Linked DNA regions of Sus scrofa: region 1 is linked to region 2. The links are chromatin contacts, called in public HiChIP or PLAC-seq maps. All regions are on one chromosome and are shown on one strand. The core of a region is the stretch at or near the end of the contact, and the rest is flanking DNA. Distances in the headings are between cores, read along the strand shown.

Region 1 (6,407 bases), core at 1,823-4,322, 86 kb before region 2:
TTTGAGTTTTAATTTCTTTGGTATGTATTTTTCTTTAAAAAAATTTTTTATTAAGTTGATTTACAATGTTGTGCAAATTTCTGCTGTACTTGGTATGTATTTTTCATTTCAAGATTTCTTTTTTTTTCTTTGTGCCCCTTAATTACTGATGGTCAGTTCTGCTAACCTCAAATGCACTTCTTTCTTTCTTTCTTTTTTTTTGTCTCTTGTCTTTTTAGGGCTGCACTCGGGGCATATGGAGGTTCCCAGGCTAGGGGTCTAATCGGAGCTATAGCTGCCGGCCTGTACCACAGCCACGGCAACACCAGATCTGAGCCGTGTCTGCAACCTATACCACAGCTCACGGCAACGCTAGATCCTTAACCCACTGAGCGAGGCCAGGGATCGAACCGGAAACCTCATGGTTACTAGATTCATTTCCTCTGAGCCATCACGGGAACTCCCAAATGCACTTATTTCTGACCTCATCATGCCTTAGCAGTGCGTCTCAAACTTTAGCAGGATTCATATCATCTGGGGATCTTGTTGAAATGTTGGTTCTGATTTAGTCACACTGAAATGAGGCCTGCACATCTGAATTTCTTTTATTTTTTAATTAAAAAAATTTTTTTTCATTATAGCTGGTTTACTCACTCATCTAAATTTCTAACAGGCCTTCTCACCCTTTGCCCTTCTTTGCCTTCCTTGCACCTTGAATACTAAGTAAATAAATAATTGGCGTTAGGTTGAATCTGTGGACTACGCTATGAAACCATGTGGTTTAAATGTATAGTTTATAATAATCCCTTCTTTATTATTATTATTATTATTATTATTATTATTATTGTTATTATTATTATTTTTGCTTCTTAGGGCCACACCTGAGACATATGGAAGTTCCCGGGCTAGGGGTCTAATCAGCCACAGCCACAGCCACAGCAACTCGGGATCTGAACCGTGCCTTCAACCTACACCACAGCTCCCGGCAGGACCAGATCCTTAACCCATGAGGCAAGGCCAGGGATTGAACCCACAACCTCATGGTTCCTAGTTGGATTCGTTTCCTCTGCACCACGAAGGGAACTCCGATAATCCTTTCTTTAAAAAAATTCTTGCTATTTAGTAATTTAAAAAAGTGTTGCCCATGTTTACTTGTCTTTGCATTTCTTGTGCATAGCAGCATGTTCAGCAAGTAGTAGCTACTGTATAAATGTTTGAATTAACGTGTTTGTTGGTGCTGTGATCAGAATCCTTGATGAGGAATATCAACACTAGGATATCCAGGTTTGGAGAAGAATGATGAAATTATTTTTAAAACAGTGTTGCTAAAAAATACAGACTTTCCTGCCATTTGGTTGTACCCCAATTTTACTGAGCTGGAATCAGATTTTCCTCCAATCCAAGTAGTAACCAGGCCCAACCCTGCTTAGCTTCCAAGATCAGATGAGATCTGGCGTGTTCAGAGTTGCATGGCTGTAGTGGAATTAGACTTTCCTACAGTGAGCCCCAGGCATTGCTCTCAGATTCCTACTCTGGGTTGGGAACCATTGGGCCATGTAAGTTATAGATATAAAGTGGAGCCAAGTGGGCATTTTTGGATTGAGACGAAAGGTTGCCAGCCTAATTATTTCCCTGTTGAGTTGCTATGCGTTGTCTGCATATACAAAGATAAGTGGGGGGTGGGTACTTTTCTTAATGAATGAAGGAGAATGGAACATTTTTCTCATGGTCTGGAAACATATCCCTGGGTGTAGGGTAGTATATTATTTTTCTGATGGAGTAAATATAACCACTGTATTAATAGAAAACCCTAAAACACTATAGCTACTATTTTGTTATTGGCTTACTCATTTATATTTCTTAAACATTTTTTAGAACTATATGCCAGGCATTATTCTAGAAGGCTGAGTACTGTTCTAGATACTAATTATAATGTGTATAATTATTGAGCATGTCTTAAGTTTATAAATTTTTAAAATCTCTTTTACAGTTTTGATTTTGATTCTTCCAGGTTCTTCAGATAGATCCTGAAGTGACAGATGAAGAAATAAAAAAGAGGTTTCGGCAGGTATGGTACTATGTTCCTGTAATAGATGGAGTTTGAACCTTTTGAAAATGTACTAAGCATGTGATTCTCTTAGGACTTGCTATTATGACTTTTTGGCCAAAATTTAACCCCCTCCCCTTTTTTTTAAAGGCTATGTAACTCTTTAAAAAGTCTACAGTGGTGTAAAAATCTTAAACAATTTAATGACTATAGCTTACCTGTGAAAAGGATGAATTTTATATCCAAATAGAATCTTTCCATCCCCTTAATTGTGGGAGAAGTACAAAGTGGAATAATAGAGCTTACATGGAATCATTCTTAGCAAATGCCCTAGCTTCTAGGGGAGAACATGTTAAACAATTCATAATAGTTTTCTGGTTTTGAGATCTCATTCCTCAATAATTCTGTCCTCTGCAAACTTACATATGAATACTCAGAAGATACTTGGTTTAATATAAAGAATGCTTTCTGAAAATTTTCTAGGAAAGGAGATCTATAACCTCTGATTCTTGCCTTTTCTAATATTTAATAACTCATGCTATAAAGTTTTATGGTAGCCTTTTTTTTTCATTTTTTATATAATTATTTTTTTTTCATTATAGCTGGTTTACATATTAGTAGCCTTTTTTACTTTTATTTATTTATTTTTGTCTTTTGTACCCGGGGCATATGGAGGTTCCCAGGCTAGGGGTCTAATCAGAGCTGTAGCTGCCGGCCTATGCCACATCTCATGGCAACGCCAGATCCTTAACCCACTGAGCAAGGCCAGGGATTGAACCTGCAAACCTCATGGTTCCTAGTCAGATTTCTTTCTGCAGCATCATGCTGGGAACTCCCAGTAGCCTTTTTAAAAACACTCTTTCAGTTTTGATAGCTGAGCAACCCCCTAGCCCTTTGCAAATTGGATTTTCTCTGTATTTCATGTCTTTAAAAAAATTTTTTTCCTTAGCATATCTCTTATGTACTTCCTATTTTAATAGGGCCTGACCAGTGCTGACTCTAATTCTCAGCGCCTGCATGACAGACTTGTTAATATCCAGTGTTGGTGGTTGCTCGTTCAGTACAGTCATTGCCCCCACATTGCTGACTCATAATCACTTCTGATCTACTATTAAGCCAAGGTGTTTTTTATCTTTGCCTACTCAATCATTTCCCATTATATAACTTGATAGCTTTTTTTCTTCCTGAGTTACACTCTGGACTTGTGTTTAACTTTTTTACCTTTTCCTGAAATTTCAGGTTTTCAAATATAATGTATTAGAGGTCTTTCCCAATTAAATGAGCAATCATTCAAATTCATAGTCAAAACTTTTAAGATCTTTATGTAATCATACAAATAACTCAGTAACTACGTTCTTATTTAGTCATTAATCCGGCCAGGTAGTTAAGAACGTGGGTGCTAGAGCTGTATGGCTTGAGTGTCAGTCTTGGCTGTACATCTTACAGGCAGTGTGAGCTTTGGCAAGTTACTCTTAACCTTTCTGTGCCCTGTAAAATGCACTTATTTGTAAAATGCACATGATGATGGTGACTCCATCTAGGGTTGGTGTAAGGATTTGCATGAGGTGTAGCGCACATACCGCACTTATACTAGGTCTTGGCATATGGTATGTCCGTTTCATGTGCTATTGTTAGTGCGTGTTAGACAGTAAGTTCTTTACTTGCATTATCTTGTTTCGTCCTTGTAACAACACAGTGAGATATAGGTATATAGTATTGTCCCATTTACAAAGGAGGAAACTGGGGCAGAGCTAGATTAAGTGAATTGCTTGAGGTCTCACAGCTAGTAGGTGATTGAAGTTGGAATTAGAACCCAGGATTCAGGCTCTAGTCATGCTGGATTTAGCCTTAGATTCCCACTTGCTGTCCTCCCCGAACGTAGTCCCTCTTTTCGCACTGTTTTTATCGGTGAGAGTAGGTCAGTGGTTCTTAACCTAGGCTGTCTGAAAGAGTCACCTGTGGTCTTAACCCAGGCTGTCTGAAAGAGTTACCTTGGGGGTTTTTGTTTTTAAAATTTTTTATGATAGAAATTTTATTTTATTTTAGTTTATTTTATTTATTTTATTTTTTCTTTTTAGGGCCACACCTGTGGCACATGGAGGTTCCCAGGCTAAGGGTCTAATCAGAGCCATAGCTGCCGGCCTAAGCCATAGCCACAGCAACGCCAGATCCGAGCCCCATCTGTGACCTACACCACAGCTCATGGCACCGCTGGATCCTTAACCCACTGAGTGAGGCCAGGGGTTGAACCCACAACCTCATGGTTCCTAGTTGGATTCGTTTCTACTGTGCCACGATGGGAAATCCAAGAAATTTTAATTACATTTTAAAAAGAAAGAATAAAATGGGATTCCTTGGTCAAGGATCCAATGTTGTCATTGCTGTGCCATGGGTTTGATCCTTGGCCTGGGAATTTCTGCATGCTGTGGGCACAGCCAAAAAAAAACGAAGAAAGAAGAAATCAGTGAATGCCCATATATTCATCTGTATGCAATGGTTTACTTCATTATTTATATATATATTTTTTTGCATTTTAGGGCTGCACCTGCGCCATGTGGAGATTCCCAGGCTAGGGGTCAAATTGGAGTTATCGCTGCTGGCCTACACCACAGCCACAGCAATGCAGGATCCCAGCTGTGTCTGTGACCTGCACTACAGCTCCCGGCAACACCGGATCCTTAACCCACTGAGCGAGGCCAGGGACTAAACCCGCAACCTCATGGTTTCTAGTCAGATTTGTTTCCGCTGCTCATTACTGATAAATTTTTGTAGCCAATTAATCATTATAATATAAATTACAGATACCATGATTCTCTATCTCTAAATACTTAAGCAGTTATCCTGCCAAGGTAAAAATGGACATTTTCTTGGCATTCCTGTTGTAGCTCAGCAGGTTAAGAAGCCAACATAGTGTCTGTGAGGATGCAAGTTCAATCCCTGCCCTTGCTCAATCAGTTAAGGATCCAGTGTTGCTGCAAGCTGCATAGGTTACAGATGCAGCTCGGGTCCGGCATTGCCTTGGCTGTGGCCTAAACCTGCAGCTGCTGCTCTGATTTGACTCCTCGGCTGGGACCTTCCTTATACCCTACGTATAAAGGGGGGACAAAAAAGGACATTTCCTTGTATAATTACTCGTCACACCTAACAAATTAACACTAATTCCTTACTATCATCTGATATGAAGTCTAGTAGAGGCTTAAAAAGTACAGATGCTAGAGATTGATTCAGAAGGTCTCAAGCTGGAAAGTAGACCTCTGTATTCCTAAAAATCTTCACAGGGTTGGAGCCAGAACTGAGAGCCACTGCTTTATGTCAGAAGTTCTTTGAGGAGAGAGATGCTGTCTCATACCTGTTTAATCCTCTTTAGTGCTCAGTATAAGAAACATAAAAGGAACTTGGTACTTTCTGTTCCCCTCCCTCCCCCCAATTATCCCAACATCCTCCTGATTGCTAGGCTTACATTTTTTCTCAACTAAAGGTTTTCTACTTGTACGTTTACCTTTCGGTACTTGAATTTTATTAAGGGCTAATAATTCTGGGCATTTTATGATACTAATTTTTTAAAATGCTTGTCAGAATACCTAGGGCTTTTGATTGTAAAGAGACAGTGCAGGCGCAGAATTACTGCATGTTCTTATTGACAAACCTTTCTCTTATAGCTATCCATACTGGTGCATCCTGACAAAAATCAAGATGATGCTGACAGAGCACAAAAGGCTTTTGAAGGTATTTGTAAATTTACCTGCTTCTGAGTAATGTATTAGCAATGCTAGGGACTAACTGTTCCTAGTCCTGGATCAAGAAAAGAATGTTTTAGTTTTGTCTTCTGGTCATGAAGAAGCTGAGGCCTTCAGTAGAACAGTTGTCATTCCTAAGCAAAATGTTTCTGTTTTGAAATAGACCTTAACTTTGCCTTGTTAAAACTTTTATGTGCCAACAGAGACTGTTATTGTATAGGATCATTTTTTTCTTCCTTTGAACATAAAAAAAATAGTTAGTTGGAAGCATTTGATCACTGAATTAAATTTGGATGTGGTATATTTAGCCTTGAGTGTATATTTAATTTTTTCCCAAGGCTCTCAAGGAAAGTCAATGCTTTAGCTGTATGTTTTTAAATGAGTGTAACAACAGTAAATAATTTAACAAAGTAGGGAATGTTTTTAGATGGCACAAGTCCATTTACACTGCCTGAGTATAGTTCAGACTTTTAGAGGGTGTTTGCAGAAACAGTTAATTTCAATGTTTTGCATTAGCTGTGGACAAAGCTTACAAGTTGCTACTGGATCAGGAACAAAAGAAGAGGGCCCTGGATGTAATTCAGGCAGGAAAAGAATACGTGGAACACACCGTAAGTATTTATAGTGCTGCTGTGTTTACAGGA
Region 2 (6,221 bases), core at 3,238-5,737:
ACAAACCAGAAACATTTTTGTTGCTCTGTCTTCCAATGGGAAATTGTTCTGTAACCGAGCAGGACCCTGGGAGGCCTTCCCAGAGTGGACCCCACTCATATCCTCCACCTGCCTTTTTTATCTATAGAACAACTTTAGTCAAAGAACCAATTTAATCAGGGAAGTGAAAAAAAAATTGAGAAAAAAGAAAATAGTAGCAATAATTTAGCATTCAACAAAGTCAAGGACGTTCAGCTCTTCAAAGACTATAAATAATATTCTCAGCCATGTCCTTGAAGCAGCTTAGCAGGTGCTGAAGCTCCCACCAGGTGGAAGAAGCCCACTGGATGCTGCCCACAAGCACGTAGACCCCAGACCTGTTGGAACCGGAAGGTTGATGACTCTGACTCCCAGTGACCTTACCAACAACCAATCAGGAAAATGTTCACGAGCTGATCACGCCCAGCTCCTCAAACACGATAAGACTCCTCACTACCCCTCTAAGAGGGACACTGTCCTCGAGTCACTAGCCTGATGTGTTCCCCTCTTTGCCTGGCAATTAAAGCTACTTTTTCTGTTTCTACCAACTCTGTCTATTTGTCATCGGTGTACAGAGGCAGCTGATATTTTGGCAAGAGTTCCTCCCCCCAAATTCAGCTCCATCTTTGTGGTTTGAGTGGTCCTGACCCCAAGTCGCAGGGGTGACAGAAGACCCTGGGCTGGCCAATGTAAGATCTATGTCCTTTGTCTCCAGTGATTGGTCAAGGGAAAGGGATGGGCCAGTGACGTAATCAGAATCCCTTCATGAATCTGTCACACAGACATCAGAAGAAAGAAGAGCTTGGGAGTTCCCGTTGTGGTGCAGCAGAAATGAATCTGAATAGGAACCATGAGGTTGCAGGGTTTGATCCCTGGCCTTGCTCAGTGGGTTGAAGATCTGGTATTGCCATGAGCTATGGTGTAGGTTGCAGACACAGCTCAGATCCTGTGTTGCTATGGCTGTGGGTGTGGCATAGTCTGGCAGGTGTAGCTTTGATTCAACCCCTAGCCTGGGAACCTCCACATATCTCGAGTATGGCCCTAAAAAGCAAAAAAAAAAAAAAAAAAGAAAGAAAGAAAGAAAGAAGAGCTCTCTGTCCCTGCCTCAGTCTCTCTCTGAGCATGAGATACATGCCCTGAAGGCCTGGCATGCCCGTAGCCATCTTGCTGCTGGTTTGAGAGTGAAGCCAAGCAGAGTCAAATAGACCAAAAGATGGAAAGAAAGTTCTGAGGCCCTCCTGGATTCAGACATGCCTGAAGACCCCTGGGACTCCTATTTTCCTGAAGCTCATCTAGGTTGGATTTCTGACACATGCAGTCAAAAGCATTCTGATCAATACATGGGTTCACTTTAATATGCCAACTGGGGAGCTGGATCTATGGTGGCCTGAAGGTATGCCAACAAGCTGCAAATAGCAGGGCAGCAAGAGGCAAAGAACTCTGGGCCCTCGATGTCATCGCTAAACTGCTGGATTCACCAGTCCTGAAGCCAGTCTAATCTAGGATTTCTTGTTACGGGAAACAATATGATTTCCCTACTGGTTAAGTAATTTTGAATTGAGTTTTTATCATGCGTGTAACCAAAACCACCCTCCACTTGGTCTCCGGCCCTCTCCCCCTAATTCTTGTGATTTTAGTGACGAAATGGACTTGGGGCCACATCCCCCAGGCTGGCCCCCACATAGGTTTGTTTTTCAACTTTACTCTTGTCCCTGTGGTGCTATTTTTTCTCACAGCTTCTCTCCGCCCCTTCTGATGTGAGTGAGAAATATTGCCTGCACATCAGTAAACAAAGGATGTTGCAGCCGTCAAGCCATCATGTTACAGCCATCCAGATGGTGAGCTCCGAGGGAACTCAGGATAAAAACAGGATGCCCTCCATCTAGCAGTCAGCAGCTGCAGCCACCCTTGGATGGTGTCCCCTGAGGAGACTAAGAAGGAGAAAGCACAGGACACTGACCCCAGACAGCTGAGGTGCATATTTAAATAAAATGAGGAGGTCCCTTTGTGGCTCAGCTGTTAACGAACCGACTAGGATCCGTGAGGATGCAGGTTCAATCCTTGGCCTTGCTTAGTGGGTTAAGGATCTGGCCATGAGCTGTGGTGTAGGTCGAAGACACAGCTCAGATCCCGTGTTGCTGTGGCTGTGGTATAGGCCGGCAGCTGCAGCTCTGGTTTGACCCCTAGCCTGGGAACTTCCATATACTGTGAGCGTGGCCCTAAAAAGCAAAAAAATAAAATAAAAAAATAAAGAAAATGAGAGCCCAGCATCTCTTCCGATACATAGAAAAGTGCTAAATTCCTTGAGATATCTGGTTTTCTTCAATTAGTAGTAATCTTTTGATGTTTCGACTACCTGGTCTTTGTTGCAAAAACCCTCATATATCCTGGCTCTCCCTTGCCTCCTTGGAGCAGTCTCTCAGTCATCCGAGATGCTGTGTCCCTGGCTTAAGTCCTCAGTCTTGTCCGCTGAATAAATAACACTTGACTTTTAGGTTGTGCGTTTTTTCTTCAGTCAACATGGACATATTACTGATTCCTTCATTTCTCCAAGTATTCCTAATACTTAGCAGGGTCTGCTGAGGCTCTAGTGAAACAGAGGGAGACGTTCAGCACGGTATAGGCACCAACAATATCTATAAGACATCACTGTTCTAAAGGTTTATGGCCACTACTGCCAGTAGGAATTTCTTTCTGGCTCAATCCTTTCTTGGGAATCAGCTTGTTACCCTCTCCTCCAGTCTCTCTGGCTCCACTGGAGTCTCCAGCAGTCTGTTCTAAAACTCTTACTTAGAACACGAAATATTATCTTCTCTTTTCTAGACCCCAGGCTAAACCTCAGGCTGATGCTTACCCACTGAACATTCATTAAAATGCCCTTTGAAACAAAGGACCAAAAGTACAGTGTTGTTGTTTTTTTTTTTTGTTTTTTTTTTTTTTAGACTGGGTTCCCTTTCCACCAGTTTTTGGAAAATTAAAGAGAATATTGTAACAAATACAAGCTTGTTGCTTCTGTCCCAAGCAATCTTCCAGGGATTAGGAGATGCCCTCTCCTTCCGGCTATACAGAATCACAATCACTAGTTGCTGCCGTGTAAATATATATAATTTTAATCACAATGTTATTCCAGATATAACAAATCACAAAACTCACCATTTTAAAGTGAAAAATTCAGTGGTTTTCAGTACATTCATTCACAAGGTTGTACAACCACGGTGACTACCTAATTTCAGAATATTTTTATTACCTCCAAAAGAAACCTTGTACCATTAGCAGTTACTTCCTATTCCCCTCCCCTCCTCCCACCCAGGCCCTGGCAACCAGTAATCTTAACAACTGAGCTTAAGGGCAAACATTCCGTTTTTTAGTTTTTCACTACTAAGTATGCTAGTCATTGTAGATGACTTCCATCAGGTTGAGAAAGTTCCCTTCTATTCCTGGCTTGTTGAGTATCTTTTATCATGTACTTTTGGTCCTTTGTTTCAAAGGGCATTTTTTTTTTTTTTTTTTTTTTGCTTTTCAGGGCCACACCTGTGGCATATCCCAGGCTAGGGGTCCAATGGGAGCGACAGCTGCCCACCTACCCCACAGCCACAGCAACGCGGGATCCGAGCCTCATTTTCGACGTACACCACAGCTCACAGCAACACGGGATCCCTAACCCACTGCTCCAGGCCAGGGGATGAAACTCACAACCTCATGGTTACTAGTTACATTTGTTTCTGCTGCGCCACAAAGGGAACTCCTGTCAAATGTTTTTTATGCATCTATGGAGATAACTGTGTGCTTTTTTGTCCTTTATCTCATTAATATGGCATCTTACATTGGTCATTGATGTAAATATTAACACAATGTTTTTAACGCACTCCATAGTGCTATGTTAAATTATCATATAAGCTCAGGTGGACCTCATAAGACAATTTGATAGATAACAATTTAGACTTAACTGTAGGCTTGGTTACTTAGGTTACTATTTTTTTTTCCTCAACAAAGTTTTTTGGGGAATTCCCATTGCGGCACAGTGGAAATTAATCTGATTAGTAGGCATGAGGATGAGGGTTTGATCCCTGCCCTCACTCAGTGGGTCAGGGATCCGGCGTTGCCGTGAGCTGTGGTGTAGGTGGCAGACACAGCTCAGATCCTGCGTTGCTGTGGCTGTGGCGTAGGCGGGTGGCTATGGCTCTGATTCAGCCCCTAGCCTGGGAACTTCCATATGCCATGGGTGCAGCCCTAAAAAGCAAACAAACAAAAAACCAAAGTTTTTATGAAGGAAAAAATTCCTTGTGAGCATGTAAAACATAATGCAAAAATATGTGTAGGCTTTTTGGGAAGTATTTGTTAGTTCTGGACTCTCTGCTGCTGAGAAAAGCTACAGCAGGCATGATGACATTTTGCCATGGGTAGTCGCCTGTCTCCTGTCTCCTCAGGGCTCTGTAAGTCACCAAGGCTGCTTCGGAATTGACTGCCCGCCTCTAGGGGGCAGGAGTCTCCGCTCTTAGGCAGGAAAATAGAATGAGGTCTGAATAAAGATAATGGTCCACAAGGCCACCTTCTCCTCCCCCCTTTTTTTTTCCTTTTCTTTTCTTTCCTTTTTTTTTTTGTTTTTTTGTTTTTTTTGTTTTTGTTTTTGTTTTTTCAGGCCCTCACCCAGGGCATATGAAGGTTCCCAGGCTAGGGGTTGAATCAGAGCTACAGCTGCCAGCCTACACCACAGCCTCAGCAACACACAATCCAAGCTGCATCTGTGATCTACACCACAGCTCACAGCAATGCCAGATCCTTAACCCCCTGAGTGAGGCCAGGGATCGAACCCACATCCTCATGGATGCTAGTCTGATTTGTTACTGCTGAGCCTCGACGGGAACTCCTCTTTTCTTTTTTTGAAAAATTGTTTATTTGGAGTTCCCATTGTGGCTCAGTGGTTAACGAATCCAACTAGGAACCACAAGGTTGTGGGTTCGATCCCTGGCCTTGCTCAGCGGGTTAAGGATCCGGAGTTGCCATGAGTTGTAGTGTAGGTTGCAGACCCGGCTGGGATCCTGCGTGGTTGTTGCTGTGGCGCAGGCTGGTGGCTACAGCTCCGATTCGACCCCAAGCCTGGGAACCTCCATATGCTGCAGGAGCAGCCCAAGAAAATGGAAAAAAAATTATTTAGTTATCTTTTGGCTGTGCCCATGGCATGCAGAAGTTCGGGGGCCAGGGACTGAACACATGCCACAGCAGTGACAATGTGGGATCCTTAACCCTATGAGCTATCAGGGAACTCCTCCTCTTCTTTTTTTTTTTTTTAAATCTCTCCTCTGGAACTTTCTGTTTTGAGAGGAGAAGCTGCTACAGCAGATCTTGCTCCAGATGGAGAGAACTGTGCATTTAGCGTGCCAGTTACCACTTTGAGGACATCTATTTTCGTCTGTCTAGCATTCCTTACTTTGGGGAATTTCCCTCCCACCCCCCATCCCATGCGATACTCACAGGACTGTCAATCACAGGACACTACCTCTCTGACCAGAGGAATGACTCAACTCTGAGTCAATTAGACTTTCTCAAGACTCTGGGACCTTGAGTGGAGACACTGGCGATGGAAGGTAGTTGGTGCTGGGTCATTTGACATGTTTACCTAGAGAAGTGGTTCTCCTATGTGGTCCCTAGAACACATCATTAGCCTCTAGGAACTTGTTAGAAATACAAATCCTGGGCGCTATCCTACATCCACTGAATCAGAAATTCTGGGGGCAGGTCCAGGCAGTCTGTGTTTTAGCAAGCCCTCCAGGTGATTCTTTCCCCCCATTTAAAAAATTTTTATTTAGCTGATTTACCAGTTGTGATAATTTCTGCTATACAACTGATTCAGTTACACGTATATACACATCCATTCTCTTTCAGATTCTTTACCCATATAGATGATCACAGGATATTGATTGGGTAGAGTTCTCTGTGCTGTACAGCTGGTCCCCATTGGCCAGGCATTCACTATACAGTGTGCATGTACCAATCTCGAATCCCCGGTTCACCCCTCCTCCCACCCCACCTGTCTCCTTGGTAACCATAAGTTTGTTTACAAAGTCTGTGAGTCTGTTTCTGTTCTGCAATAAGTTCATTTTTAACCTTTTTCTAGATTCCACATATAAGTGATATCATATGATGTTTATTTTTCACTGTTTAAATTCACTTAGTATATCTAAGTCCCATCCATGTTGCTGCAA

The links. HiChIP or PLAC-seq counts read pairs in DNA pulled down with a chosen protein or histone mark.
Region 1: a contact with region 2 is called in an H3K27ac HiChIP or PLAC-seq map of alveolar macrophages. The contact joins two enhancer-like sites. A contact is called at or near these places in 12 of 47 Hi-C or Micro-C datasets (blood, embryonic fibroblasts, fetal heart ventricle and 6 more) and 1 of 2 datasets of contacts at active chromatin or transcription factors (alveolar macrophages).

Annotation. Positions count from the first base shown.
Region 1 is chr6:85,287,571-85,293,977 of Sscrofa11.1, reverse strand. DNAJC8 (dnaJ homolog subfamily C member 8) reads left to right here. Exons shown (of 10, transcript XM_003356239.4): 4 at 1,991-2,047; 5 at 5,686-5,752; 6 at 6,280-6,374. Among named protein-coding and RNA genes, the nearest start is that of DNAJC8, 16 kb to the left of the region's middle. Within about 2 kb of position 3,072, at least 1 of the 83 cell types and tissues checked has an H3K27ac peak or open chromatin away from gene starts, as enhancers often do. A contact at or near this core is called in alveolar macrophages, where this site is marked.
Region 2 is chr6:85,203,212-85,209,432 of Sscrofa11.1, reverse strand. No RefSeq gene overlaps it. Among named protein-coding and RNA genes, the nearest start is that of EYA3, 20 kb to the right of the region's middle. Within about 2 kb of position 4,487, at least 3 of the 83 cell types and tissues checked have an H3K27ac peak or open chromatin away from gene starts, as enhancers often do. A contact at or near this core is called in alveolar macrophages, where this site is marked.